Regions from separate parts of the Mus musculus genome. Here region 1 is linked to region 2. A link is a contact called in public Hi-C data. All regions are on one chromosome and are shown on one strand. Each heading gives the region's core, a stretch centred on a gene start, on an enhancer-like site or on the middle of the called end of the contact. The rest is flanking DNA. Distances are from core to core; before and after follow the strand shown.

The links. Hi-C and Micro-C count contacts between places; a contact is called where the count stands out from the background.
Region 1: a Hi-C map of pre-B cells shows a contact between it and region 2, with 2.4 times the contacts expected there. The contact joins two enhancer-like sites. A contact is called at or near these places in 1 of 484 Hi-C or Micro-C datasets (pre-B cells) and 1 of 115 datasets of contacts at active chromatin or transcription factors (large pre-B cells).

The regions. Positions count from the first base shown.
Region 1 is chr15:42,414,415-42,419,522 of GRCm38.p6, forward strand. No RefSeq gene overlaps it. Among named protein-coding and RNA genes, the nearest start is that of Gm41313, 250 kb to the right of the region's middle. Within about 2 kb of position 3,262, at least 4 of the 459 cell types and tissues checked have an H3K27ac peak or open chromatin away from gene starts, as enhancers often do. A contact at or near this core is called in pre-B cells, where this site is marked.
Region 2 is chr15:42,098,137-42,103,311 of GRCm38.p6, forward strand. No RefSeq gene overlaps it. Among named protein-coding and RNA genes, the nearest start is that of Abra, 230 kb to the left of the region's middle. Within about 2 kb of position 2,810, at least 28 of the 459 cell types and tissues checked have an H3K27ac peak or open chromatin away from gene starts, as enhancers often do. A contact at or near this core is called in pre-B cells, where this site is marked.

The DNA.
Region 1 (5,108 bases), core at 2,012-4,511, 320 kb after region 2:
GTTGTAAGTTGATATGATATGTTAAACACATAAGGGTATTTTATCTTGTTATTTATTTATTTTCCAAGAAAAATATATAGTCAAGGCAGAAGGCATAAAATGCTAAAAAGTACTAACATGTCATTTCAGCATAGTTATAGATGGTTAGTATAGAGTATAGATAACACTGGGTGAAGCAGCAAGAGACCAAGTTTGCTATACATCATTGACAGGAGTTTTAGATGCTACAGCTTTAGTATCCTCTCTTCCCCTTCCCTCCCCTCCCTTACTTTTTGCCCCCTCATCCCTTTCCCTCTACTACTTTCCCCTGCCATTCACTCCCCCACTTTCCACTCCTCCTCATCTTCTCCATCTTTCTATTCCACATCTCTTGTCTATCTTCTTACATCTCACTACCATCTTGATCCCTCTTGCTGTTCTCTTTGACCCCCGCTCCCATCCTCCCCTGCTTTCTTCTCTAAGTTCCAACAGATCCCTCTCCTTTCTCTGTGAACTTTTCATCTCTCATCTCCCCTCTTTTCTTCTCTCCTCTTTTTTCTTCATTGTTTTTTCTTTCCTCCTTCGCCGTCTCCTCTTTTTGCTGAGGACTGAACCCAGACCATTGCGATACTAGAAAAGGAAAGTCGTCTACTACTAAGCTATCCACATTTTTATTTCTTTACTATTAAGATGAGTGTATCTTGTATGGGTTCAGGAGACCCTAAATAAATTAGCACGCATAGTGAATTTAGCACTGTCTTTGATGCTGTGCTAGGGTGTGGATCTAGGGTCTATTTTTTCTGTATGGCCATTTCTGTAATAAAGAAACACATATTGCATGAGACAGGGAACTTCAATTTTTCTAGTCTGTACATCAAAAAGGGTAAAAAAGGAGAAAAGATAAAATTGATTAAAATAATATGTACTTAATTCTATATATTCAAGCAACCACAATATATAAAATTAATGAATATAAAATGAATAAACATATCTTTTCAAAAATTATGGAAACTTCCATATATAAGGTGCATTTTCTCGCCCTTTTCAAGTTGAATTAACCATCTTTTAAATGCCAATGTGGCAGCAGAAATGGACAGTGTAAGGTACAGGTCACAATGCTAGCTCAACTCCTATTACCACTGTTCAGTAGACAATTGCCATCTTTAATCCTTTAACCTATCTGTCAGAATTAGTTACATTTGGTTTTCATGCATAGTGGGCAGTATGCAGAATACGTTCTCTTCCCTGTTGTGTTTATGTGACATAACTGCAAAGTGAATGTGCTAAATTCCATTGCTGCATCTGACCTTCGGATATAGACTTAAAAGATCTATACTATTAGATCAAATTCAATTAAGATATTCTGTGCAAAGGATGGCCATGAGCTGTTGTCCAACAAGAAAATAGGACCTGAATTCTACAGCCTCAGTAAACGAATTCTGCCAGCCAAGAGCTTGGAAGCGGACCATCAGTTCCAAAACAGAATGCAGTCCGATGACAGTGATTTCAGTCAAGAGAGACACTTAGCAGAAACCTCAATGCATTAACACAAAACAATATGACACCTTGAAACAAACATTTTGCTAAAATGTTTCTTGAGACATAGGTTTTATGTTGGAAAGCAATAATATATCTGGAAATATTTAAAGCCAAATAAATGTTTGCCGTTGAAATAATAATTCTAAAAATAGCTTGCATTTGCATTTATTTGAAGCTTGAGCTCTGTGCTTTAAAGAACTGAGTATGTTGTGGGTGGGAATGGTTATGGACAGCAGAAATAGCCAGGATGCAAGATCAGGTCTGCCAAAACTACAGAATAGGGAGAACAAAGTTAAGAAGGCCAGTGTCCTCACCCTGGACTGAGGTATCTGTTACATTTTAAATTAGAAAACATTTAAATTGAGAGAATACTTTCTACAAATAGAATGACTCTTTTAATATTTAAGTATTCCCAGACTGTGAGCACAGAAGTGATTTGTCACAAGAGAGGCCAGTGTGATAAAGTGTTCTAATTCACAAATGTCTTTGGGGAGTTTCTGATTCCCCAAGGCCATCCTTAACACGGCTTGAGGAACGATCCTTTCCCCCAATCTTATACTGTAATTCAGAATGGGCACAAATCCTTCTTCGGTAATCTCTAGTGTGAATCTAGACGCATACTGTGAGACCACTCCATAAAGGGATGGATAATTGTGAATGAAATAAATATAATTCAATTCACAGTTGATATTGAGGTGACCATTGTGGCCTACTTCCTGTTGTCTTCACAGGATCTGGTCCTCTGAGACCATTTTTATAGGGAAAATTTCTTCTATCAGACAGGAAGTCTTCACAATTGTCAGGAATATACCCTGATAGAAGTACGTTATGATATACCAAAGAAGGGCAAGTAGCTTTTGGAGGGAACAAATGCCAATAAGAGTTTCAAATATAACAATAAATGGTGTGTTAGTTCCCAATTTTTGAAAGCACCAAATCATATACTTATATTAAGTTGCTATACATAAAATATTGTTGAAAAAAACATATTTAGCAATTGAAGATCATAACACAAACAAAACAAAAACTGGGAAAACAGAATACACGCACAATTTTTTCAACTTCTTTGTCAGGAACGAAGAGACAGGGCCCTTATCCACATGACACCATTCATGGGAAGAAGTTCATTTATTGAGATACTAACTATTTAGCACTTCCAGCTTGTCCTGTGCCAGGTGTGCAATAAAGAAAGGAAGGAAGGAAGGAAGGAAGGAAGGAAGGAAGGAAGGGAGGGAGGGAGGAAGGAAGAATGGGGGTTAGGTAGAGAACTGCAAGTCTCTAGGCTTGGAGACTTGTAACTGTAACTGCTCCTACAATGTAGAAGGACATGTCTGAGTCACCAAAAGGTTTGCTCCTAGGCCAATCTTGACACAGATCTGCTCACAGATAGTGGATCGAATATATCTATGTATATCAGGTATATTCTCCAGAGTGTTCCTGCCTATCAATACCTAGAAAATTTCCAAAGACAGTTTCAGTCCAACAGAGACCACAATGGGAACTTTTGTCTGTTTATAACAAAGAAAATTCCTCTCTACCTACTGTCCCAAGAAATGCCATCACCATCCTGGGCTTGATACGTTAGAGCTGGGGTTATAATAGAGAGAGAGACTGGGTCAGAGTGTCTGTTCTCTGGCTGATAGACGTTTATTTTATTATAAACATCCTCATTTACCTCACTATGGGATGGATCTGCTATGCTATGGTCCAGGGCTCACTTGTGGTTACTTTGAGGAAATGAAGCCCACATGAGTCTCATTAGCACATAAATATTCTGATGTCCTTTCTGCATGAGTTCTTTGATGTTTACGGGGAAACATGTGTCTTTATGATCTTTGCCTTAAAACTTAGAAGGAATTTTTTTTTTTTGAAATATAAACTATTGGGGGTGAAGTGCCTTGGTAGACCATTATGAGATCACATTGTTTTCATTCATGTGTCTAATCATTATTATTTAACTTAACATTATTTATCACCAAATATTGTGTAAGGAACATTTAACACACACACACACACAAGACTAAGACCTCAAGTAACTCATTGAATACAACAGTAAAGAGGAGCACAGAAAATAACTGGGAATTTTAACACATAACTGGGTTGAAGAAAATCTTAGACACAGCCCTAAATTTTAAAACTAAGCAAATTTGGTTACAAAAGCAAACAACTTATCTTTCAAGAGAACTAGGATATGCACAACTGAGGAGAGCACAAGCCAGATTGTGTAAAGTCTGCAACGTAAGTGTCTTAGTTACTGTTCAGTTCCTGTGAAGAGACACCTTGACCAAGGCAACTATTATAAAGAAAGGATTTAATTTGGGTGGTAGATCTCCTCCAACAAGCCTATCCTTTCTAATTCTTTCCCACTAGTTCTACTAGCTGGGCATCAATCATTCAAACATATACGCAAGCATATGGGTGCCATTCTCACTGAAATCCTGACAATAAGAAAATGAAATATGGTAAGAGTGCAGAAACAAGATGAACCCAGGCATGGTTTATTGTATATCTTTATTAAGCTTTGCAGATTAAAACAAAACAACAACAAAACATCTATTATTTAAGGGTTTTTGGCAACTCGGTACTCCCTTTCTTTGTAAGAGTTATGTTTTTGAAACTTTCTATTTCAAAGGTCTTGATTATCATGATTTTCATAGTGATATATGGTTAGTAATCTTTGATGTTAATATTCTAATTGTTAAGTGGCATCACCATCCCCCCAAGATAAGATACTAATATTACTGTATACATTTTCTGTGTGTTCTTCATGCTCTGTTGACGAGTCCATCCCTGGTTTTGAACCATATAGAAATATTGACTCATTAATAACCCTAGAGTAGACTTTAAACCAGTGGTTCTCAATTTGTGGGTTGTGACCCCTTTGGGATCCCATATCAGATGTGCCATCAAATTTTATGGCTGGGGGTCCCCACAATATGAGGAAGCATGCTAAAGGCTCGTATCATTGGAAAGCTTGCAATCCACTGCTTAATGATCAGATGCAAGGAAGAGTTACATACAGCTCTTGCTTTTCAATTACGATAGAAAAAGCTACATTTAGCGAGGAAAGGTGTAGAGAGCTGAGACCATTCCAGAGCCTCTTGTGTCAAACATTTAGACAAGCTATAAATGTGAAGAAAGAAAAAGTTCTTGAAGGAAACTCAAAAGCACTATTCCCCTGTACTCACAGTGACAAGAAAGCTGAGCAGTCTCATTGTAGTAGATCAAACCACCCTTTGTGTTCTCTTAAGCCAAGGGCATACCCAAGAAGAGACTGGATCCTCTCCTCCTGGATACTCTTATTTCTACAAAGGCAATGAAAGATTGTTTTATAAAAATAAGCTTCAAGAGAAAAATCTGAAGGTAATTGAGATGGCTTCTGGGATTTAAGGAGGTAAGACATCTTTGTGTGTGTGTGTGTTTCTTTTTTTTTATTAGATATTTTCTTCATTTACATTTCAAATGCTATCCCCAAAGCCCCCTATACTCTCCCCCCACTCGCTCCCCAACCCACCCACTCCCACTTCCTGGCCCTGGCATTCCCCTGTACTGGGGCATATGATCTTCTCAAGACCAATTTAACACACCAA
Region 2 (5,175 bases), core at 1,560-4,059:
CAATTCTTTTTTTTAAAACTTTTTATTAGGTATTTTCCTCATTTACATTTCCAATGCTATCCCAAAAGTCCCCCATACCCTCCCATCCACTCCCCTACCCACCCACTCCCACTTTTTGGCCCTGGCGTTCACCTGTACTGGGGCATATAAAGTTTGCAAGTCCAATGGGCCTCTCTTTCCAGTGATGGCCGAATAGGCCATCTTTTGATACATATGCAGCTAGAGTCAAGAGCTCCGGGGTACTGGTTAGTTCATAATGTTGTTCCACCTATAGGGTTGCAGATCCCTTTAGCTCCTTGGGTACTTTCCTCTAGCTCCTCCATTGGGGGCCCTGTGATCCATCCAATAGCTGACTATGAGCATCCACTTCTGTGTTTGCTAGGCCCCGGCATAGTCTCACAAGAGACAGCTATATCTGAGTCCTTTCAGCAAAATCTTGCTAGTATATGCAATGGTGTCAGCGTTTGGAAGATGATTATGGGATGGAACCCTGGATATGGCAGGCTATAGATGGTCCATCCTTTTGACACAGCTCCAAACTTTATCTCTGTAACTCCTTCCATGGGTGTTTTGTTCCCAGTTCTAAGAAGGGGCAAAGTGTCCACACTTTGGTCTTCGTTCTTCTTGAGTTTCATGCATTTAGCAAATTGTATCTTATATCTTGGGTATCCTGTTTCTGGGCTAATATCCACTTATCAGTGACTACATATTGTGTGAGTTCCTTTGAGATTGGGTTACCTCACTCAGGATGATACCCTCCAGGTCCATCCATTTGCCTAGGAATTTCATAAATTCATTCTTTTTAATAGCTGAGTAGTACTCCATTGTGTAAATGTACCACATTTTCTGTATCCATTCCTCTGTTGAGGGACATCTGGGTTCTTTCCAGCTTCTGGCTATTATAAATAAGGCTGCTATGAACATAGTGGAGCATGTCTCCTTCTTAACGGTTGGAACATCTTCCTCATATATGCCCAGGAGAGGTATTGCAGGATCCTCCGGTAGTACTATATCCAGTTTTCTGAGGAACCACCAGACTGATTTCCAGAGTGGTTGTACAAGCTTGCAATCTCACCAACAATGGAGGAGTGTTCCTCTTTCTCCACATCCTCGCCAGCATCTGCTGTCACCTGAATTTTTGATCTTAGCCATTCTGACTGGTGTGAGGTGGAATCTCAGGGTTGTTTTGATTTGCATTTCCCTGATGATTAAGGATGCTGAACATTTTTTCAGGTGCTTCTCAGCCATTCACTATTCCTCAGGTGAGAATTCTTTGTTTAGCTCTGAGCCCCATTTTTTAATGGGGTTATTTGATTTTCTGGAGTCCAGCCTCTGGAGTTCTTTATATATATTGGATATTAGTCCCCTATCTGATTTAGGATAGGTAAAGATCCTTTCCTAATCTTTTGGTGACCTTTTTGTCTTATTGACGGTGTCTTTTGCCTTGCAGAAGCTTTGCAGTTTCATGAGGTCCCATTTGTCAATCCTCGATCTTACAGCACAAGCCATTGCTGTTCTATTCAGGAATTCTTCCCCTGTGCCGATATCTTCAAGGCTTTTCCCCACTTTCTCCTCAATAAGTTTCAGTGTCTCTGGTTTTATGTGGAGATCCTTAATCCACTTAGATTTGACCTTAGTACAAGGAGATAGGAATGGATCAATTCGCATTCTTCTACTTGATAACTGCCAGTTGTGCTGGCACCATTTGTTGAAGATGCTGTCTTTTTTCCACTGGATGGTTTTTGATCCTGCCAATCCATGAGCATGGGAGATCTTTCCATCTTCTGAGATCTTCTATAATTTCTTTCTTCAGAGACTTGAAGTTCTTATCATACAGATCTTTCACTTCCTTACTTAGAGTCACACCAAGGTATTTTATATTATTTGTGACTATTGAGAAGGGTGTTGTTTCCCTAATTTCTTTCTCAGCCTCTTTATTCTTTGTGTAGAGAAAGACCATTGACTTGTTTGAGTTAATTTTATATCCAGCTACTTCACCGAAGCTGTTTATCAGGTTTAGGAGTTCTCTGGTGGATTTTTTAGGGTCACTTATATATACTAACATATCATCTGCAAAAAGTGATATTTTGACTTCATCTTTTCCAATTTGTATCCCCTTGATCTCCTTTGGTTGTCGAATTGCTCCATAATTCTCTTCTTAAAGGATGAAGAGTATTATAATGTGCATGGATGCTACATTTCTTCACCTACACTCCCAGAAGTTTGATTCTACATCTGTGCCCTTGTGAGTGGTTCTGCAGTAAACCTGGAGGTGCAAATGGCTCCCTGATGCACTGCTTTAATCTTCAAAATGGACTGAACTGGACTACTATTTTCTTTAGGATTTTAAACTGATGCTTAAAACTGTAATTGACCTATACTTGTAGTTGGTGCACACATGTGTACACGTGTGTGTGTGTTGAAGGTAAAATTAAACTAAAAAAAGCAGAAAGGTATTCTTTTCTAGTGTCAGAGGGATTTTGTAAATTATTGAAATTTGTATCAAACTGTAAATTCTATCCAAAATTGGTCATAGAAGTTTCAGTACCACTTTGTAATGGAGCTTGTGGCTGTGTAGCTGAGTGCTAAGATGCCAAGTGGCTTTTGCTTGGCTGTCTTTCTGGGGATGCTTACTTTTAGGCCTCTGTCATCATGTTGTGAAGGAGTCTAAGTCACATGAAGAAGTCACAGCAGGTGTTCTAGCTGACAGTTGGCCCTAACCAAGGTCACACTTCAATCGGTGGCCAGATGTGTGAGTAACTGAGCTTTTGGAAGGTTCTTGGCTTCCTGCTAATTCTGAGTGTTCCCGATGATGAATAGTGAGTGCAGAGAGGAGCTGTCCCCACTGAGCCCTGCTCCAACCAGAGAGCTGGAGCAACACAGATGCTGCTATTTTAAACCACAAGCTTCTGGCATGCTTTGCTCCTCAGCCTTAAATAATTCACAGTCCAAAACTTGTCTGTTAATATTCCTGCTCAGAAAATATTTGGTTGTTCATAGCTTTACTCAAACCTTTGTATTTTTAATATATTTAAAAATTTTGTTTATAAAAATTATTATTGAATGTATGCTTAAATTTGATTACCCTTTTATTTTACAAAATGACTTAATATAAAAGGACAATAATTTTTATTCATTACTTCCAGATTCATTTACATCTTTGCTATGGTTACAGATGTACTTGGAATTGTTTCTTGTGATTCATGCTCCTCTTTGATTTGTTTTCCCGGTTGAATTATATTCCTTTGTTTGAATTCTCCCCCTTTGCCATTCTAATCTTAAAGGTTACATAATCTCATCAGTCATATTTAGTAATTTAAAAATCTAGAGGTAGCCAGGCTCCTAATGAGTCTTCTAAAGAATACAGGAACATAAGTAACTTGCCTTCAACTCATCCCCTTCAAAGAACAATTATAAGTTGTTCAACACAAGGTTGTACAACTTTGGGTGATGACAGGCATGTCTATATCTATTTTTTTATGCCTTTATCTCTGTTGCTACTAATAATGGAAAAACAGAAAGTTGGCCATTAATGGAAGAACAGAAAGGTGGCCATTAATACTGAAGAACAGAAATTTTGGGTTAATTTTACTGATATTTAATTAGCATCTTGCAGCCAAGAGACACTGTGTAGTTTATTGTAAGGCTTAGCTGGTGGTTTTATTTTGTGAATCTAGACGTTCATTTTATTATTATTTTCATCACTTTTGTGTAATATGCACATTTAATCAGGTCACTTCACCAACAATTCTGGTTGTATGCAGAACTTGATAGAAACCTCTTTCATTTTAGAAGGTATAATGACAGCCCATATGTGGTAAACTTTGGTAGTATATCATTTGATGAAGTCCTTAAAAAATGAAATTTTAAACAGTTCTTTGCATTTATGATGTACCTGGGTTTGGGAAGGTGCACGTGCTCTAGTGTGCATGCATGTAGGAGTCACCAAATGACATTATGTGACTTTCTCTGTCACCCATAGCCTGCCTCCCCCCCCCTCTCTCTCTATCTGTACCTGAGGTTCTTGCTGAAGCAAAAGCTCCTAAGCTTCTAGAGCCCACTATACTCTGCCTCACCAATGCAGTAATCACGTCTGACCATGCCCAGCTTTTATGCGCTAGAGACTTAAATTCGGGTCTTCAAGCTTGCACAGCAAACATCCTTACCCACTGAGCCATCTCCCATCCCCAAATAACAAAAGTTTCAGTTCCTTAGGACTCTTGGCTTCCAAAGAAGCAGTTGAGAACATGCTTTCAAACTGTATCACCTCCCCTAAATGAGCTGTTTTTCTTCTTGTGATGTTTTTAGAAAAGTTATCTTTGACTTTCTAAATTTGTGCATGCATGTGTTAGGCTTCCTTTACCTAGTTGGAGAGGATGCCTTATCAGGTTGAGACTTGATGTGCCAGAATGGGGAGGTATACAGGGGAGGAGGCACCCTGTCAGAGGAGAAAGGGGCGAGGTTGTTGTGGGGCAAGGGACTCTATAAGGAAGGAACAGGGAAGGGGAGCAGCATTTGGGATGTAAATATATTAATTAATTAATGAAAAAAATGTCAAACAAAAATGATGTAAGGATTTCTTGGTAGGTCAAGAAAAAAACAAGAGGATCCAGAAGTGGCAAGGGTGAGATTGTCAGTGAACACTTCCTCTGGCCAGGTCTCACTGGCCTTTCACCATTTCCTAACAATACTATCATAGTATGACTTCATCGTGGACTAAAACAGTCACTGTATTAGAACCTTCACAATATGATACTCTCTGGATGTTCCATCACAGACACACCCAGAGATTTATAAGTGTTCTCAGCCTTACTCAATCAAGTCAAGCGAAGATTGCCATGTTTTGCTTTATCTGTTCACTGTATACTGTGTATACTCTGTCTCTAGATTCTCTCCATAGGAGGGACTAATGCAATGCTCAGTTTATTTTTTTTAAAGAATTGTTTATTTATTTTATGTATGAGTACATTGTCGCTGTCTTCAGACACACAAGAAGATGGCATCAGATCCTATTACAGGTGGTTGTAAGCTACCATGTGGTTGCTGGGAATCGAACTCAAGATCTCTGGAAGAGTAGTCAGTGCTCTTAACTGCTGATCCATCTCTCCAGCGACCTCAATTTAATTTTTAACCTTCTAATATCTCCTTTTCATTCTCTTGGTGCTGTTTCTAAGA